Regions from separate parts of the Arabidopsis thaliana genome. Here region 1 is linked to region 2. A link is a contact called in public targeted proximity ligation data. All regions are on one chromosome and are shown on one strand. The core of a region is the stretch at or near the end of the contact, and the rest is flanking DNA. Distances in the headings are between cores, read along the strand shown.

The links.
Region 1: a contact with region 2 is called in a targeted proximity ligation map of shoot, with 11 read pairs. A contact is called at or near these places in 1 of 26 Hi-C or Micro-C datasets (callus) and 1 of 2 datasets of targeted methods (shoot).

Annotation. Positions count from the first base shown.
Region 1 is chr1:27,979,808-27,984,402 of TAIR10.1, reverse strand. AT1G74450 (BPS1-like protein (DUF793)) reads right to left here and starts at 1,894. Exons shown (of 1, transcript NM_106105.2): 1 at 123-1,894. The coding sequence starts at 1,666. The coding sequence ends at 473. It overlaps AT1G74440 (ER membrane protein, putative (DUF962)), which reads left to right and starts at 3,999. Exons shown (of 6, transcript NM_106104.3): 1 at 3,999-4,394. The coding sequence starts at 4,032. AT1G09463 (a long non-coding RNA gene) reads right to left here. Exons shown (of 1, transcript NR_139630.1): 1 at 4,399-4,595.
Region 2 is chr1:27,937,927-27,942,423 of TAIR10.1, reverse strand. HSP101 (heat shock protein 101) reads left to right here and starts at 2,115. Exons shown (of 6, transcript NM_106091.4): 1 at 2,115-2,433; 2 at 2,540-3,711; 3 at 3,796-3,977; 4 at 4,118-4,497. The coding sequence starts at 2,562. AT1G74320 (Protein kinase superfamily protein) reads right to left here and starts at 1,830. Exons shown (of 8, transcript NM_106092.4): 1 at 1,550-1,830; 2 at 873-1,261; 3 at 596-717; 4 at 269-464; 5 at 45-162. The coding sequence starts at 1,232.

The DNA.
Region 1 (4,595 bases), core at 645-3,144, 42 kb before region 2:
CAAGATTGCTCCAAGTTTTTGTGACAATTGTAACTTCATAATATAGCGTTCATAACATGTAACTGATTGTATATCTTTTTTAATTCATGATGCCTTTTCTATTCTAATTGTGTTTCTTCTTTAAGAAACGTCGACTATAATCAAAAACAGACAATTTATCTAATCGATCAGAAAGAAATATCTTTAAATTGTAATGCAAGTTCCGATCCGTATAAAATGGAACCTTATTCATAATTAACAATCTTTGATGAGAAAATTATACATAAACAACAAAGATTGGAAAAATGGAGTGGTTTGTATCTCCTGTCTTTTATATTAACAACCTTTAACCAAAATGTTCTCTCGTTCTCTAGCAATTTGTCTCCATGATCTTCACGTTCACCAGACAAACAAACCCACAATTTGATAAACATACTTCAACTCTCCAGAATATTAAACAGATGATGATGTTCCATTGAATTTTCGATAAACATCATTCAGAACCATGATGCTTTCCAACAGTATCAAGACCTTCTGTTCTGCTTCTTACAATCCGATGAAACACTTCCCTCACTTTCCTCTCAAACGGATCCAAACCATTCTTCAAAGCCTCTTGAAGCTTCCCCAATTCCTCAACTCTCTCTCTCACTTCCATCTCTTTCTCTTCAGACAAAGGAAACTGAACAGAATCAACCAACTCATTCATCAATCTTGAAGTCTTCTCAAACTGATGAATCTCTTTCAACAACCCACATGTATTCTTCCTCTCTCTCTTCTTCGATTCCTCAATGATCCTATCGTGCAACGACATCAACGAACCTCCCCATTGGTAATTCCTAGGAACATTGAAATGTACTTGCAAACCTCTGTCTTGACAAGGAATCGCAGCTACAAGTGCCCACATCACAAACAACAATACCGTAGTCATTGTATAAACCGGAACAATAAGACCATTAGTTGCAGTAATGTCACTAGCTCGAGGCGTAGCTAAGTTGTTTCCAATAGCTTGTAGTTGCTTAGAAGCAGACCATGATCTCGAAACACTCCAAGAAAGCGACCTGAAATGCCCGATTGTTCGGTGATGAAGCTGCTCCTTGTTCCTTCCAAAAGACCGGTTACGATGCTGAGACGACACTGAGCTAGAAGATGAATCCTTCTCATCAAGCATACCAATAGCTAACTCAATCAAAGTCTTCCTCGCACGACGAAACTGACCTTCTCCAAGAGGTCTCTTGCCACTACTTCCTCCTCCATTGTTGTTGAAAGCACAAATTACAATCTCGATAAGTTTCTGCCATTGACGGATCTGTTCAACACCATCACGAATCGCGTTACAAACATCAAGAGCTTTAACACTTCTCTCGAAGTAATCTGAAACCAATCGATCCATCGGTGGTTTAGTAATCATCGAACGATGATTGATGACTATGGAACGAAACTCTTCTTGACAAGATAGAAACGAATCAAGAAGCTTCCCAACCCATTCGAGAGACAGTAGATCTTCACAACTAGACGCATTGAGATCGATAAACCTCTCAGCAACTTTTCTCTGAAACGAAACAAGCTCTGCTTCCATCTGAGTCAACTCGGGGGTAACCGTCGTTGACTCAACCGAGTTCACCGCCGTGTCTCGCCGTAAATTCAGAAAAGACCTCCCGAATGATCTTTGATATTCCGTTGCTGGCATCCTCAAAATGAAAACACACAGATGAAATATGTGATCGATCAAATTCGAGAGAAAATTCTCATTCACCGGAAATAAAAATCGTTCCTTTTTTTCTGAATTTGGGAGCAGAGAGAGTGATGATGATGATGAAAATTAAAAACCCTAATGAGAAAGAGATTGTCTTTATATTGATAGAATTGAGAGAGAATTTTGACCGCGTCTATTTTTTTTTAGTATGTAATTTGTGATAAATATGGAAAAAGGATTTGGACTAAAGTTTTATTTTTTTCATTCCAACGAAAAAGATCTCTTTTGTCTATTTTGATTTTGTTTATTTTTAATTTCATGCGTTGTTACTCGTCCGAAACACGCAGCTTACACGTAAATTAATAATATACCAAGTAGGAGAAATAAAATAAAATAGGAAGATGAATAAATCTCAGCCGTTGGATTAAGAAGTGATTCGCGCAGACATATATGGCTGTGAGAAGAGACATGACAGCACGTGGAAGATGTAAGAACGGAGGCCACGTGGCGAGACGTGAGATGGGGAGGAGTGACGGAGAAGGTGTCAATATAACACAGCTCAGTCTTAGTTGGCGTGTCATAGAGACTTGTTCCCTGTGATTCGTTTTTTGCAACTTTTTCTAGAAACTTTAATCAAGCCAATGACAATTTGCTTATTTATTTCTTGTGGCTTTACTTGCTAAATAAATACTACTACTACACCAAAAATTCAAGGAGCAAGTCAAATTAATTGTAGGCACTATTACCTGGTTGATATATTGTGTGTATAATATAAAGTATGGAGACCGATTGCTTTGTCATATAACTAGACTATAGTACTAAATTACAAATGGATTATGGATAGTTGGATACATTAATAATTGAATATGATGTTTTCAACTTGTCATAATAGAAATTGTGTGTTTAAGAGTTGAAAATCATGTTTGAACCATTCTTTAAGTTTTGAACGCTAGCCTTTTTATATATATTTTAATTAATACTAGGCGTAAGTTGCACACTAGACTAATGAGAGTATATTTTGTAATCAAATACTCTTATGTATATTCTGTATTACGTAAAATCCCCAATATCTGGAAACCGTACCTAATTTGAATAAATTTATGATATCAAAAGAGTATATGATAGTATTAAAAAGAGTGAATTGTATACTAAGAAATCTGAAGTAGAGAGCACGTGTGGATTACAGGTTCCAAGAGACATAGAACGTTGGAAGTCATGAAGGAAATTTATAAACAAAGAAGAATATGACAGACAAACTCTCCTTTGAGTTTTGACTATTTCTTGAAATTTGGAAGTTGTTAAAAGAAACCAATTTAAAATCCTTGCAATTTGGTGCTTAATCTCTTTCTCCCCCGACTAAGTTCTACAATTTAGTTATTTATTAAAAAAAAAGAATATTTCTTACATCATTTCCTATTAAGTTTTTAAACTGGTGAAAAACTAACATGGTCCAAAACAAAAAATTATGTAAAAGGCTTAATAAAAACAAAATGGTTCAGTTTCATCATTTTATGTCGAACAAATATCATAAAACAGAGATACAAAAATGGGTTACATCATAGTTTCTTAATTATACATGAATCATAACTATTGCAAAAAAAAAAAAAAACTGCATCTTAATTTCTTAGAAATCGGAACTACATCATGATGGCTGTTATACAAACATAAGAAGATCGTATATTTGGTCACAGAAAGATTTGTTTTGAGATATGAACCAATTTAAAATACAACATTTAGACCGAGATTAAAGGACGTGGTCCAGGATTTGGAAGGCAACCGTCACAATATCTGAAGTATATAGCTGCAGCCATCACTAGATTAAACGGTTTTTGCTCTTATATTATGAGATTATCTTATACGTTAACGTATAATGAATATTATTAGCTGATGGTATGTGAATATGGTGGCACTTGTGCCTACTTTCGTCATTTATTTGGTTAGAGTTTTTCTTTTGATGATGACTAAACTACGGTAGAAATATGTTGGTAACATAACATGATATCTTTGTGATTTTACCGAGTTTTTTTAACCCACGTGAAAAAAATCATGAATTATATCCTATTGTTTTACTATTGACAATTCTAATAAAATTACGAAATGAATCACAATTTCTTATTGCTTCAACCGCTTTAAGCTACTGAAATTCCCTTGATTATTCCAAAATCAAAACGCAATCGCAATACTTATGACTTGGTCAACGATCACCACAAAAAAGCGTACATTAGTTTGTCAAATATGCGCATGTTAGCATACTCTAGGTGACGCATCTTCTAAGTAAACGCCAATAATCCCAAAAGTCTCTTCCTTTCGTCTTTCCAAGAAAGTCTCCCACTAAAGTGTTTAGAGAAAACTTTAAACCATGAGCAATCGCATCGGATTGCTCGATCTAGAGAAGCATTTTGCTTTCTATGGAGCTTATCACAGCAATCCCATTAACATTATAATCCACACTCTCTTCGTATGGCCAAACGTCTTCGCTACTCTCCTTTTCCTCTACTCTACGCCACCGATTTTAGATCACTCTCAATTAGGGTTCCTCAAGTCGCTGACATTTGATGGTGTTTTGCGTTTGGACATTGGTTTTACCCTCACTGTGACTTATGCTGTCTTTTACATCTGTTTGGATAAGAAATCTGGTGTTTTAGCAGCTCTGTTATGTTTCTCTTGTTGGATTGGCTCTAGCTTCCTCGCAGCTCGATTAGGACATTCCTTGACTTTAAAGGTAAGCCCTTTGTTCTAATTACTGGAAAAGATTTCGTCTTTATGCTTCTCCATGCATTTGAATTTTGAAGCTCAGTTTCTTCATGCTTTTGACTTGATAGCCATGTTGTGTCCTCTGCTCATTGTGTTCTTGTTCCTAATGTTTCTGTGGAGCTCTTGTTTTTTTGATGTTCCTTGATGTATATATGCTGCTGATGATGTT
Region 2 (4,497 bases), core at 866-3,365:
CATTTCAAAAGATAAAGAAAGATGACTTTGAAATAGACACTTACCAGGGTATTTACTATAATCCATGATGTGAGGTGTTTCAGTGTGGTAATCGGCAGCCATCTCACAGAAGTGATTGGCAATGTCATAAGCCACAGGATTATAGCATGAATATTCATAATCCTATTTTTTATAAGACAAAATAATAAAATCAGAGTTAGGATCCATTTTTTCTAGTAATGGTATACGAAAAAAGGAGAGCTGACTAAACAAATTCATGAAACCTTACAATGATGGTTATTGCTTTGGTCTCTTCATCCATCATGATGTTCCCATACTGTAAATCATTGTGGCAAAATCCAATATTTTCATCATTGTCAAAGAGAGATTTCTCAAGCATATTAATTTCCATCTCCATAACATCGAGACGAAAGGACTTAGCTTCTTCTGGTGAAGCCAGTCTCTTGCATGCAGTGAGCCAATTTCTGAAGTTACAAAAAAAACAAAGTGGAGAAAAAGATTACAAAAAAGAACAAAATTTTAATGATTTGTTAGAAAGCAAAGTAGAATCTGGTAGAAAGCAAAGTAGAATCTGGTAGAAAACAAAGAAATGTACCGTAATCTGTCCCAAAGCAAAGCCTTTTTCGCACCAGGCATTTCAAGACCATGAAACTCCTTCATCCTAGTTGCTATTCGACCAGATATTTCAGGATCACGCAAGTCACAAGCAGATAGGGTCTGAAAGTTCATAGTTCAGCAAACAAGTTACAAATTCAGTAAACAAATACAAAAAGATTCACAAGAATTACCTGAAGAATGAAAAAAACCAGGGAAGTGCAAAGATACTCAATAACTTAGGAACACACAGAATCAGATATTAAAAAAATAATTACCCGTGCATGGAGGAACTCTTCGATACGACCATTACCAAACCGACCTAACAACAAAGGTCCATGACCATGCTTCGACATGAACTCAAATGTCCTGATCTCATCCTCACGATCAAAGAAAATCTCAACACCTTCACCATAAATCCTAACCAAAACCTTACGAGAAGGACCTTTTTCCCTAGTTGGCCATTTGATCTGAAACACCTCATTTGTCATTGCACCTTTTAAAGGAATAACTTGCAGAGCCTTTGAATCAATCACATCTTCCCACTCTGATGCTATTGCTTGTAAAGCTTCCTTGACTTCTCGAGGCAAACGATATTGTTTATTCTCTACATTCTTTTCAGTACCACCCATCGTCATTTGAATGCCACACACAAAGATAAATCTCTCTGTACAAGATAAAAACAGATACTTTTAGCGAATACTTATAACAACACTGTGTTTTGTCCAATTCAGGGGAGGTTCTACGATCAACCCAATGCAACAATTCTATATGCTTCCGTTTCATAAAAATTCTGAATATCAATCTAAACCTATACAATTACATCCTTACTAATCTAGATAAAGTGTATACAATAAAATGAGAGCAATAAGGTTCATTAATCTTTATACTTAGCTCCTCCACAGGACGATATACTTTGAGACTGACACAAAACAAAATAAGGAAGAAAGCTTACGTTTTTGAAGGAAAATCACAGGAGGGACGCGGAAGCAAGATTGGTCTGAGAGGAAAATTGAGGAAGAGGGGTTAATCGAGATGAAAATGGAGTTTGAAGTAATAGAGAGAACGTTGCGCAGATCGAGGAAGAACAGAGGATAGGATCAACACAAGGATCTTGTGAAAATGAAAATGGCTGAGGAAATGAAGGACTATTTGTTAAATAAGATATAATATTATTTCTGAAATATTTCCATCTGACTCCTTTAATTTATACAAGCCTCCTTTTTTGTACATCTATTTTCAGAAGATCCAAATAATTGTTTCTTCTATTTGTGTATTTTTGATATTTAAACGTAAATCTTTGGATTTTGATCAATAATAGACAATTAGCCAAGTTCAGTTTTCATTAATTAGATTTATAATTTTAATTATTTTTAGCATTCGTCTAAAATTAAATAATGCGGCAAAAGAGGAGAAATTAATTTTTGTTGTTATTAATTCAAAGCGTTACAAATAAAAAAGGAAATTCCACGCTGGCAATAAAATAAGCGAAAATTCCACGTGACATCTACCTGTCGGATCAAAAAGAGTGGAATTGACATTTGTTTCTCTCACACTCTCTCTCGAATTCTCTGGTAGCTTCTAGTTCTATGCAAAAAAACGACGATAGTTCTCTATCTTTCCAGATGAATCTCCTTCCATATACAAAAGCAGTCATGCCTCCTCGCTCTCTCGCAATTCACAAAGTATCCAAACATCTAAAGTTATCAATTTTACAACATTACCGCTATAATCTGCTTGATTCTCTGCAAAAAGAGAAGACTTTTTACCGAGAAGAAGTCCTCTGGCTCATTGAAGAAACTCAACGAAACAAACCCAGTTCTCATATATCGTTTTAAGGTAAATGATCGCGACAATCTTGTTCTCATTTGTGTGTTTTTGTGTTTGTGATTAGGGTTTACAAAAGATACTGAGATTAGTTTTTTTTTTTTTTTTTTTTTTTCAGGGATTACAAAAGCTAATCGAAGATGAATCCAGAGAAATTCACACACAAGACAAACGAGACAATTGCTACAGCTCATGAGCTAGCTGTGAATGCAGGACATGCTCAATTCACTCCTTTGCATTTAGCTGGTGCTTTGATCTCTGATCCCACCGGTATATTTCCTCAAGCAATCTCTAGTGCCGGTGGCGAGAACGCAGCTCAATCTGCTGAAAGAGTGATCAATCAAGCCTTGAAGAAGCTTCCTTCACAATCTCCTCCACCTGATGATATTCCAGCGAGTTCTAGTCTTATTAAGGTCATTCGTCGTGCTCAAGCTGCTCAGAAGTCACGAGGTGATACTCATTTGGCTGTTGACCAGTTGATTATGGGTCTTCTTGAAGATTCTCAAATCAGGGATTTGTTGAACGAAGTCGGTGTAGCGACGGCGAGGGTAAAGTCTGAGGTTGAGAAGCTTCGTGGGAAAGAAGGGAAGAAAGTTGAGAGTGCTTCAGGGGACACAAATTTTCAAGCTTTAAAGACTTATGGAAGAGATTTGGTTGAGCAAGCAGGGAAGCTTGATCCTGTGATTGGTCGTGATGAGGAGATTAGAAGAGTCGTGAGGATTCTTTCGAGGAGAACGAAGAACAATCCTGTGCTTATTGGAGAGCCAGGAGTTGGTAAAACAGCTGTGGTTGAAGGTTTAGCACAAAGGATTGTGAAAGGAGATGTGCCCAACAGTCTTACTGATGTGAGATTAATTTCGTTGGACATGGGTGCGTTAGTTGCTGGTGCTAAATACCGAGGAGAGTTTGAAGAAAGGTTGAAATCTGTTTTGAAAGAAGTTGAGGACGCTGAAGGCAAAGTGATTCTCTTTATTGATGAGATTCATTTGGTTCTTGGTGCTGGCAAAACTGAAGGGTCGATGGATGCAGCTAATCTGTTCAAGCCCATGTTAGCTAGAGGGCAGCTTCGATGCATTGGTGCTACAACGCTTGAAGAATACAGGAAATATGTTGAGAAAGATGCTGCCTTTGAGAGGAGGTTCCAACAAGTCTATGTTGCGGAGCCAAGTGTGCCTGACACCATTAGTATCCTTAGAGGACTCAAGGAGAAGTATGAGGGACATCATGGTGTGCGAATCCAAGACAGAGCTCTTATAAATGCTGCTCAGCTGTCTGCTCGTTACATAACTGGTATGTTAAGATTCTTAATCCTAAGCTGATGTTTATGGTTTCATATAGTGTTGTTCTTGACATGACATTTTTGTGGCGATTTAGGTCGGCATTTACCGGATAAAGCAATTGATTTGGTTGATGAGGCTTGTGCGAATGTGAGAGTCCAGCTTGATAGTCAACCTGAAGAGATTGATAACCTTGAAAGGAAGAGGATGCAGCTGGAAATTGAACTTCACGCCTTGGAAAGGGAGAAGGATAAAGCCAGCAAAGCTCGACTTATAGAGGTATGATACAGCTTTCTTTTCTCATCAGTAGATAGCGCTTCAAATATAAGACTATTGTGCTTGTTCTGGAATTCTTGATTGTTAGCATCTGTTTTTGCGATGAGTCTTTGATATAATTTTCTCAAACTATGAATCTGTAGGTGCGGAAAGAGCTTGATGACCTGAGAGACAAGCTTCAGCCTCTCACGATGAAATACAGAAAGGAGAAAGAGAGAATTGATGAGATTCGAAGGCTTAAACAGAAAAGAGAAGAGCTCATGTTTTCTTTGCAGGAGGCAGAACGAAGATATGACCTTGCAAGAGCTGCTGATCTAAGATATGGCGCAATTCAAGAAGTGGAATCTGCAATTGCCCAACTTGAAGGAACTTCTTCTGAAGAGAATGTGATGCTCACAGAAAACGTTGGGCCTGAACACATTGCTGAGGTTGTGAGCCGTTGGACAGGGATTCCAGTGACGAGACTTGGCCAAAATGAGAAGGAGAGGTTGATTGGTCTTGCTGATAGGTTGCATAAGCGGGT